Linked DNA regions of Oryctolagus cuniculus: region 1 is linked to region 2. A link is a contact called in public Hi-C data. All regions are on one chromosome and are shown on one strand. Each heading gives the region's core, a stretch centred on a gene start, on an enhancer-like site or on the middle of the called end of the contact. The rest is flanking DNA. Distances are from core to core; before and after follow the strand shown.

What was found. A called contact is a pair of places that touch in the nucleus more often than the background predicts.
Region 1: a Hi-C map of an unstated tissue shows a contact between it and region 2, with 2.7 times the contacts expected there. The contact joins two enhancer-like sites. A contact is called at or near these places in 2 of 6 Hi-C or Micro-C datasets (ear pinna and an unstated tissue).

Annotation. Positions count from the first base shown.
Region 1 is chr8:36,298,013-36,303,278 of mOryCun1.1, reverse strand. No RefSeq gene overlaps it. Among named protein-coding and RNA genes, the nearest start is that of PGRMC2, 160 kb to the left of the region's middle. Within about 2 kb of position 3,843, at least 2 of the 8 cell types and tissues checked have an H3K27ac peak or open chromatin away from gene starts, as enhancers often do.
Region 2 is chr8:35,907,690-35,913,341 of mOryCun1.1, reverse strand. JADE1 (jade family PHD finger 1) reads left to right here. Exons shown (of 11, transcript XM_051819883.2): 6 at 1,043-1,254; 7 at 3,980-4,147. Among named protein-coding and RNA genes, the nearest start is that of JADE1, 43 kb to the left of the region's middle. Within about 2 kb of position 2,966, at least 1 of the 8 cell types and tissues checked has an H3K27ac peak or open chromatin away from gene starts, as enhancers often do.

The DNA of each region.
Region 1 (5,266 bases), core at 2,594-5,093, 390 kb before region 2:
AACCCATGAGTCGTACTTTGGAAATTTATATTCATTAAATAAAAGATAAAAAAAATAAAAAAATAAAAAAATAAAAACTGCAAAAAAAAAAAAAAAAAGCTCATGGGAAATGCATTTTATGAAAAACACTACGCAGGTCACTTTTAGGGTGTTGCTTAGCACATTGGTCATCTCCAGGCTAGACTAGAGGAGAGTTTGCTTTCACTCACAAGGTTTTCTGCATGATTTGGTTCTTCGTGGGCTGTTGGGCTAAAGTCTCAGATCCTTACAAGTTGTTGGTCAGAAGTATCTCTCTCTCTTGCTGCACGCACATCTCACAGACAAGAGGACCAGAGAGAGATGGAAGTCAATGCTTTTGTGACATAATTGCAGAAATGACACCACAGTACCTCTGCCATGTCCTACCAGTTAGAAGCATGTCACCAGTCACACATAAGAGCAGGGATTCCAGAGGTGTGGATCACGGGGACCCACTGCAGAAGGCTGCCTGTCATATTGCCACGTGTCTGTGACCTCCATTTGTCCTTGCTCTAATCCTCCAGGGCACTGTTGGTCCTTCCCTTCACAGGGCAGCAATTCTGCCCAGAGTCTTCTACTTGTCCCTGCTGACATTGAAATACATCTGTAGTGCTTCATCGTGTACATTAATTTATGTATTTGCTCTGCGGATATGTGGAATTGCAAGATGTTAGGTGTGCTACTGTGCATGGTGCTGGTAAATTCTCTTTCTTGGTAAAATACAGGTGTATATAAGTATCCTAATAGTTCTCAAATGACAGGAAGAACTGTTCATAAAATATATAGAGCAGTGCATGTGTGCTATACCAATCGTAGTCATTCATAAGATATAAGATTGATACCTTACACAGAAAGCTATAATAATTCTCATGAAAAGTATTAATCATTTCTTTATAATTTTTAAGTATATACATAGAAGCCTTCTTCTGGTTCTTGATTAGGACCCATTCATTTCCATTTCACAGATGAAGAAACACAGAGGAATAGTGCTTATGATGTAAACAATGCCCCAGAAACTGAAATAAAGAATTTCATGCCAGTCCTATTTATAGCCTGATCTCCATGTACAAACTGCATGGGAAAAGCTGACACCTCACTTGAGTCAGCTCTGCATGAAACACACATCGAGTGCCCACCACAGGCATTAGCAAGACTCATCACTGCACTGTCCTTGAGATCATATACAAAAATAATTGTCCATGGCCGGCGCTGCGGCTCACTTGGCTAATCCTCTGCCCACGGCACTGGCACCCCGGGTTCTAGTCCCAGTTGGGGCACCGGATTCTGTCCTGGTTGCCCCTCTTCCAGGCCAGCTCTCTGCTGTGGCCCGGGAAGGCAGTGGAGGATGGCCCAAGTCCTTGGGCCCTGCATCCGCATGGGAGACCAGGAGAAGCACCTGGCTCCTGGCTTCGGATTGGTGCAGCGCGCCGGCCATGGCAACCGTTGAGGGGGTGAACCAACAGAAGGATGACCTTTCTCTCTGTCTCTCTCTCACTGTCTAAATCTGCCTGTCAAAAAATAAAAATAAAAAAAATTAATTAAAAAAATAATTTTCCACTGAAGAAAGCACAGGCATCTATATAAGGTGAGTTTCATAAATTGTTGGTGCTTCTTTCTTAACTCAAAAGAGCCTGCAGTGTGCCGAGTACTGTGCTCAGTGTGTCTTACAGTGCCACACATTCAGTCCTCCTCACAGCTGTTCCAAAAAGCAAAGTCAGAGCCAGTGGGTGCTGGTTGTTGCACACGGGTGCAGTTCTGTTTGCTGGGATGCTCCCCGAATCCTCGCTGCCAGACAGTGTTCCAGGTGAGACACTCCTTGCTGACACAGTGAAGTCTTGGAAGGGGGGACAGGCCACAGCTACCTTGCCCCACACGGAGAGATCTGTGCCAGGATGCTTGTCCTTCTGTTTCTGTAGGTTCTGCATCCACGGGTTCAACCAATCACAGATCCAAAGTACTCATCAAAAATTGCATCTCTACTGAACACGTAGACTTTCTTTTCTTATCATTGTCCCCTAAACAATACAATCTGACAACTACTTACGTAGTAATTCATTATATTAGCTGGTATACGTAGAGATGAGTTAAGGTGTATTGGAGGATGTGTGTGGGTTAATGCGATTACTATGCTATTGTACCTAAGGGACTTGAACATCAAGCTTCTGGTATCCTCAGGGTATCCTCCGATCAATACCAGGGGATTGACTGTAGTACCTTTTGAGGTCATGGAAGATGCTCTGGGATTCTGAAAGCCAGTGAGAGGAACACTACTGGCATAGAGTATTTCTCCACTAAAGCTGGTTTTTCTGGGGACTGCCATCTAGCAGACTAGATGTAGCCTAGAGACAGTGATGTGGTCATCTCTGATCTGTGCAATTACTCACAGGCCAAAAGGAAAGACAAGCCAGTTTAATAAAACCCAGCAGCAGGCATCCAGAGAATCAATAAATGTTGGTTGATGCCCACAGGGTAACTTGGAAGCAAAATCACTCCAATTGGACGACCTTTTACAGATAGTTACTTCTGAGCAACAATCTAGGGTGTGTAAAAGCAGAAACAGAAATGACTGAAGGCTGGAAATCATTAGTAGGCTGTGGGTCATTCGCAGCTTTTTGTGGTGTGGGAGTCAAGAGATCCCCATGATCTAATGCCTGCTTTTCCTACCTGCTGCCTCCTCTGGGGTGGGAGTGGGGGAACTGTGCTAGAATATTCCACAGCACCAGTACTCTAAGAAGCAGCCGCTATAGCAACACAGCAGGTAGGAGGTAGCTGCCGTAGTTTCTATCTTTCACTTTTCTCCTCCCAATATCCAGATTTCTAAGTGGTGAGAAAATACAAACACCAAAAACCTCATTAGAATTTTGGATTAAAGACAGCTATCTGTCTTGTCTCATTTTTGATACACCAACTGATAATTGGGCTATAGCTGTGTCTAAAAATAACATACAGTACATTAAAATAATATTCCTTGGCTACATTTCCAAAGTGGTATTCTGGGACTTCTTTGCATTAATCCTGTAACAATAACAGGATTTGCGCTTTTAACTCCCCTGGTGTAGCTTTGAAAATCTTGCCTAAAGCAGCTAATGTTGCCGTTTAAATCCTCCTCTCACTATCCTTAGGGAAATGCAAGCTAACTGCTCCAATGATCTATACCTGGGAGAATAAGAGAAACAACCTATTTCCTCTCAGGAACTGGGCTGATCAATATCAATATTTCAAAAGGACCACCGAGCCATAAAGGCCTTGGAGTGTGTATCCGACTTCATTCAGAGCACCCTAGCTTCTGCCAATGTGCAGGTATCCGGTTTTCCACAGGGGAGGAGACACTGCGTCTGCTGGAATAAACTGGAACTGAGCCGACTCGCACGTGTGGGAGCCTGTGGGGTGTGTGTGTGTGTGTGTGTGTGTATGTGTGTAAGGAAGGGGAAGGAGGCTGTCATCGTTGCGTATGTTTCTGGTAAACATTCCTCTTTCCCCTGTGTAAACTTGGGCGTCTCCCAGAAATTAGGTGCTGTTCATCGTGTCCGCTTTAAAAAAAAAAAAACGCATATCCTAAAATGCGCTCGCAGCTCTAAATTGAAGCTCTCAACAGCCCTAAATGCAAGTGGCAGGAGTGTTTCAGCGATACCATTAATTGCGTTTCATTAATTGGGAAAAAGCTTTTGTGCGTGGCTGTGGTGCTGAGGGCTGGATTTCCTCGGCATAGGTACCACAAGCAGGCTGGCACTGCTTCCGGCCCGGCGCTGCCTTTGATAGCCTCACGCCGAGAAGGAGGCCGACACACTGAGCAATTATTTCGGAACAGATTGCCCGTTAACATTTCATAATATCACCGACAGGCAGCCTTTCTGGGGCACAGCCTTGCTTTGGCCACGATCATCCAAGAGGTGGCAGCACCCCATGCTCCTAGTCCGGGAGCTCGCCGCCGCGGACGCCGCCGCCGCCGAGGGCTCGTCATGGCGTCACCTGAAAGCCACTTTGGAGGGCGGAGGTAGGGGGGAGGCGAGGCAAGGAGACACAGCATTTTGCTTCTCCGGGTTTTTTTTTTTTTTTTTTTTCCTGGAGAGTTCAGGAAACAGCTGCGTGGATTGTTTTGAATGGATTTGAAACGGCTTTTCCTTTTTCTGTCTTCGCCCTGAATTCTACTGCTCTATGTGATATCTTTCTGTGAAGACCTCATGGGCATATTTATGTGTTTCCTGGTTCACTCCCTGAGGGAGGAAGGAAGAGTTTCAGTTGCCAGGGATCCCCGGGGACCTCATTTTCAATTCCCTGTACTTGTTTCTATCACAGGAAGGTGGGATTAAGACAGCATCACTGACAATTATTTTTTGAGCTTGTATGTGTACGAGGCACTTAACCAGCCTGGAGGTAAGGACAGTGTCCAGCTGGGATGACCACTCTCCCCAGCCTTTCTCCCAGCATCCTCCTCCAAATCTTAGGCAAAAATTCCACTACTGAGCAAATAGCTGTTAAGACAGCATCAAAGCCTGCCCAGAGGGGGCGTGACTTGACAGGTGGGGGTGAAAAGCTGGTGGCATGAGTGAGCGAGGGTCAGGGCCAGAGTCCAGGCTTCTGTAGAATCCGGCCTCTTCTTGTGTGTTAGGCCGTTTAGGGGCACGAACTGGGACACACTGAGGTGACCATGCTGATGGGGTACAGGACACTCATGGGAAGCTTGTGTCTGGGAGGCCACAGGAAGCTGGAGCAGGCACAGCAGGGGTCTAGGGCCTAGTCTAGCTCAGCCGTGAGACTTCCTGCCTCCACCTGCCCATCACAGGGACTTGGCCTCTGCGTCTCCCACAAGTGCTACAACCCACCTGGCTCTGTGCACCTTTTCTTTTGCTCATTTCTCCAGCTTAGTCTTGACTTTGACATCCTCATACCCTCAGTCTTTTCTACATGGTGTCTGCTTTCTGAACACCGTTTTTTAGCTTCTTGAACTAGAACTGAAAACTCAATGACTATCATTTCTGTGTTTCATGGTCAATTTTCAGGGGACGGAAGGAAGAGGATGAGAAAAGGAAGAGGGGGAGGAGAGGCTTGGTAGCTCAGTTAATTGCATCGATCCCATTTGGACAGAGCTTTAGAGCACAGATCACCCCTCCAAGGCCTGAGCCAGGCAATGACCTTGGAATCACCTTTCGTGAAGCCCTGCCCGGGGCTGCTCCCCAGCCTGGACTGTGGGCATGCCTGTTCCCTTCAGGAGGGCTGTGGAAGTGGTGGGGGCTGACTTGGACATTTT
Region 2 (5,652 bases), core at 1,717-4,216:
GCTGTAATTGGTCTTTCTTATGATACAAATTATAGAGCATGGGATTGTGATTTCAAAGCCAGTGGCATTTGCAAAACCATTAGAAGACACTGGGTTGTGCCTGGAAGTGGAGAAACCATCTACATGATCATTAATTAGGGTGGGTTTTTTGAATGTGTGTTTAGGGCTTATTATCACAGCATCATAATGTGTTCCTCAGATTTTTAAAAACTTGAGTCAATTTGATTTTAAAATTTATGATAATGCATAAAAGTTGTTGGAGACTCTAATAGCATTTCCATTGTTTTCCTGCCACTTGAATGTCCTGTTTGAGTATTTTTTATAGCCTGTTTCTCCTGCCCACATGAGTATTTTTAATGTAGGAGGTTTGGAAAATATCCACAAAGAGAAGAAGAAAAAAAAATCTTAGCCCAGCACCAGCTATAACCACGATATCCACTTGAAATCTATTTTTGATCATTCTTGCCTAACAGTGCAGTTTCTTTAATTCACAGTGAACTGTCTCCTTGGCTTCAGTCATGTCCTTGTATTTCAGTCTTTCACGCATCTGATTAACTATGCATTTCAACTCAGTACAATTCCAGGGGCGAGGAGGGATAAACCAGTTAAAAGCATTTGAGTGCTCACAGTCAAATCTGGTGCCAAGCACTTTGCAATGCCAAGAAAGGAAGGTTTTTTAAAAACACCCAAACCATAACTTGTGGTCATGGTTTTGAAGTCACTTACACGGTAGTTGCTACATATGATAAATATAATGAAATGACTTACTTAACTCTATATGTATTTCATATCCTTGAATCCTTCAGGGGTTTATCTTTTGCTTTATTTCTTGCATGGAAGACTCCTTCTGCCTTTAATTAATTTAAAGATTGATTGATCCTTGGAAGGATCTGAGAGGCATTCAGTAGAAAAGCTGGGGCCACTCACCGATTTATTCAGGGTATTTAGCCACTGTGAATTGTATAAGTATAAAGAATTTTTTAATGATCTCATCTGTTAATACAGATTTATTAAAGTGGGTCTTGTGGCCTTTTTCCTTCAGGAATGCCTGAACTGGATGAGTACACCATGGAGCGGGTGCTGGAGGAGTTTGAACAGCGATGCTATGACAATATGAATCATGCCATAGAGACTGAGGAAGGCCTGGGGATCGAGTATGACGAAGATGTTGTCTGTGACGTGTGCCAGTCGCCTGACGGCGAGGATGGCAACGAGATGGTGTTCTGTGACAAGTGCAACATCTGCGTGCACCAGGTGCGCCTGGTGGGGAGCCCGGCTGCCCACGGGGGGGTGCCGCCGGGAGCCCGGGGCCCTTCTCCCTATGGGGTGGTCCATTCTCCTCGTCCTAAGTGATTTGAAGAAACGTGCTGTATGAACATCTTTTTTATTCCCTCTGGTAGCTTCTTACAGGGTTGGAAATATTTCTTGCTGCTTTTACAACCAGAAAGCGAGGATCCAATTAAGAACAGTGCGAAAACAAAGCAACCCTTGAAAAGGCAGTTAGTATGTTACGTTAGTTTCCAAAATACTACAGACCGAGTGGTTTAAAGCAGCAGAAGTTTATTGTCTTATGGTTCTGGAAGCTTGAAATTCTAGATAAAGTTCAAGGTGAAGTTCAAGATAAAGGCGTCGTTGGGGGGCCATGCTCCTGACTTCTCCTAGTGGATGGTGATCCCCAGCACCTTTGGCTGGCCTCCTAGGCTTAACAGCTGCCCTTGTGGTCACATCAGCTGTGTGTGTGTGTGTCTTCACTATCAGTCACATATCTTAATCACATATCTACAGTGATTCTGTTTCTAAGTGAGGTCACGTTCTAAGATGGTTTCTGTGGGGGCAGAAAGTAGCCCCTTGGTGATAACGTTCCTGATGGTGATAGGATTTGCTTGCCACAGAAAGGTAAATCCATAGGACTAAAGTGCATTACTTCATGCAGTAATGAAGTTTTAAGATGTGCATGGAGATGGGTGTCCACACACGCCCTTAGCATTTAATAGGCCATCGTCCTGGCTATTGAATCCTTTGAATCCACCTGTGGATGCTGAGATTTAAAAGACCTCTTTAAAGGCTGCTTGCTGGGGTGACCTCAGGAAGAACGCAGTTTACTCCGTGAAGTTCTGGATTGTTCTTTTTTTTTTTTTTTTTAATTTTTGATAGGCAGAGTGGACAGTGAGAGAGAGAGAGACAGAGAGAGAAAGGTCTTCCCTTGCCGTTGGTTCACCCTCCAATGGCCGCCGCTGCAGCCGGCGCACCGCGCTGATCCGATGGCAGGAGCCAGGATCCAGGTGCTTTTTCCTGGTCTCCCATGGGGTGCAGGGCCCAAGCACCTGGGCCATCCTCCACTGCACCCCCTGGCAATAGCAGAGAGCTGGCCTGGAAGGGGGGCAACCGGAACAGAATCCGGCGCCCCGACCGGGACTAGAACCCGGTGTGCCGGCGCCGCATGGTGGAGGATTAGCCTATTGAGCCACGGCGCCGGCTTGTTCTTTTCTGTACGATTTGTCTGCCTCTTGGGCTTTATTGGAGTCTGAACATTCTGCCAGCCGTGCCCGTGTCCCGGCTCATCCTGACAAGGAGACCACTGCTGTGGTCCTCTTGCGGCCCACCATGGACCTGGGTTTTCAGGTTGTCTGGCAAGTTTCCCTGGGGTAGTGGAGACTTCTCGTGGTAGTTTTGCGATATTGTGATTGCTGCTTGTTTGTCGCGGATGCTTCTTGTATTTACTTGGATGACTTTTTAGTATTTTTCCTGCTGTTCTACGTATTTTCCATTCTGCTTGAGAACCAGTTAAACCCCTGTTCTATGAATGAGCTACAGGGCATCAGGGTCAGGGGGAGGGCGGGCTGCAGAGGGCCCTGGATCCAGGGGCTTCTGACACTGCTCCCGTGGCTGTCCCTTCCGCCATCCGTGTAAGTCTCTTCTCCTTAGCATTTACTGCGTTTTTCTTTGGGGAAACTCCTCCATGGCTTGTCGTGAAGACAGTCTTCACTGGATCTTTAGAACGACCTCGGGCCTGCTTTTCCAGTGTAGAAATGACGTCTTCCAGATGAGATTCTCCAGAATGTCTGTTACAGACCTTTAGTATTTGAAACCTTAATAGTTGTGCTCCATTTAAAAACCCCTGTTTTTTCCACTAGGTCGGTGTGGACAGTGGCTTATTCATGGCGCCGCCCGCGCTCGCGGGCCTGGTGTTACCGTGCCGCGCCCGGCACTCATCCTTGTGGTTTCCTCTCTGCGTCCCGAGCGCTCCGATGGCGGGGCGGCTGTGTTTTTTCTGTCTGGAGGCTTCGATCGAGCTCTGTTGCCGTGACTCTCGGCTTCCTGACTTCCAGTTCATTTAAGGATAAAGTTCGGAACAGTTGGTTTCTCAAGGCCGCTCTGAGTGTGCTCCTGGTGCCGCCGCGGTTTCTGTTTCCCCACTTATTTAACACTCGCCTCTTCTCTCTTCAAACTCTCTTAATTACCTCCATTGCAAAAGCCTTGATTTCTGCATTTTATGCCTTTTTGTGGTAATTTTTGCCATCCTGGGCAAAATAGGCTTTGTTTTAAATATCAGCTCAGAAGACCAGAGTCTGTCTCTCTTCGATCGGCTCATTTTTCTCTGTCTTTTGGGTTCCCTTGGGACAGGAGTGGGCTCTGGTGAGTGTGCGTGCCTGGCCTGGGGACAGCCTGAGCTGCTTCCCCTTTGTACCGCCGCCTCGCTGGGGCAGCCCTGGGGGACCGAGTGCCTGGTTTCCCCTCACTACGGGGAGAAGCTCACCTCGCAGGCCTTAACCCTGCGTGGCGCGTTGAGGATTTCTGTGCTCAGTGACTGCATGGGTGTCCTCAGAGCACAGACACCCTGGGGTCCCGGAGGCCGCCTGCAGGGAGCGGGTCCCCATGTGGCAGCCCTGCTGGGAGTTTTTACCTTGCTGGGTGTCACGGGGAAAATCGATCCTCTCTGTTTCTCTGTCTCCCTCGGGGCCGTGCCGCGGCGTTACAGGCCTGTTACGGAATCCTCAAGGTGCCGGAGGGCAGCTGGCTGTGCCGGACGTGTGCCCTGGGTGTTCAACCAAAATGTTTGCTGTGCCCTAAGAAGGGCGGGGCCATGAAGCCCACCCGCAGCGGAACCAAATGGGTCCACGTCAGCTGTGCCCTGTGGATCCCCGAGGTGAGTGTGGTTCTTTACAGCAGCTTCTCCGGAGGTGCTGGGGCCTCTTACCTGGGGTTGGGCAGGTGGGGGGAAGGACACCCTGTAGTTGTGTGTCCCCGCACCTGACTCCGGGGCGCCTCGCTGCTGTGTGTGGGCAGATCTGGCAGCAGCGGCGGCTGGGCTCGGCCGGATGGTGCTCACGCCTCGCCCTGCCTGCCCGTCAGAGCTGCCATCCCATTGCATATGCCCCCTCCCCGGCACAGACCTGAGCATTCGGTGCCTGTGGTTTGGGGGTGCCCGTATCATTCCTCCAGGATGGGCTGCAAATCCTTGTGCTTGGCAAGCCCTGCTCAAGGCGCCACTGTGGTTTAAAAACAAAAAAAAAACACCACTCTAGGTCACACTTTTGTGGTTTTTATTTAAATTCTTCCTCAGCTTCAACCTTTTTAATTTCAGGTCTGGTCTAATTTATTTCGAGTCCCAGACCTTGACTAATTTAATTTGCATGGCTCGCTGTGAGCATATCATTTGTGATTCAGATTCCAGCATTTTGGGGGTGTGATTTTGGTGCATTTTTCTTCCTGAGGAGAATTATCTGGGGAGGATTTGGACCGAGGTTTCACGATTCGGGGCTCAATAGCCCTGGACCTTGTGGTTTGGTATTAACAGGATACAGCTCAGTGATCTGGGCTGAATGCGAAGATGATACCTTCTTTATCTTGGTAAATTTCCACTTTGAATAATGTTTTCTGAGAGAGGATTAAAAATAGCTTACATTTACTCCACTATTGACAGCCTATTGAAATAAATTTAAGGTAGGTGTTCAGTCTTGACAACTCCATTGAGGGCCATAGGTATATGTGGATTGCATTCCCATGATAGATGGGAGTCCTTGCCATCAGGGGCTTGGTGAGAACTCAGTCGTCTGAGTGTTGGTCCCACCTGGGATGTCCCGCTGCCCTGAGCTGGCCCCCAAGGCCACCCTGATACTTCAGAATAATTTTTTTACAGAAATTTCAGCAGAGCTTTGTAATTTTTTATTGATTTTATCTAAATGAAAGGCAGATAGAAAAAGAGAAACAATCATCTTCCATCTGCTTGATCATCCCCTGAATGCTTACAACAGCTGGGGCTGGGCCAGGCCCAAGCCAGGAACCTGGAACTCAGCCTGGGTCCCCATGTGGGTGGCAGGGACTCAGGTATGTGAGCCATCACCGGCTGCCTCCCAGGGTGTGCATTAGTGAGGAAACTGGCTGGAAATGGGACTGGTGCTCCAGCCTAGACCCTGCTCTCTGAGATGGGGCTCCCGTGGGGCACCCCAGCAGCAACTGCAGATGCCCACGCCCTGATGCTTCTAAGTAGGGGTTTGCTTCCTCTAGGAGGGGTGGCTGCTGCTTGCCTCTGTGTGGTAGGAGGGGAGCAGGGAAGTACTGGGTTTAGTTTTTTGTTTTTTTTTTTTTGAAGATTCATTTATTAATTTAAAAGACTTATAAAGAGAGAGACGAGTCTTATATTCAGTGGCT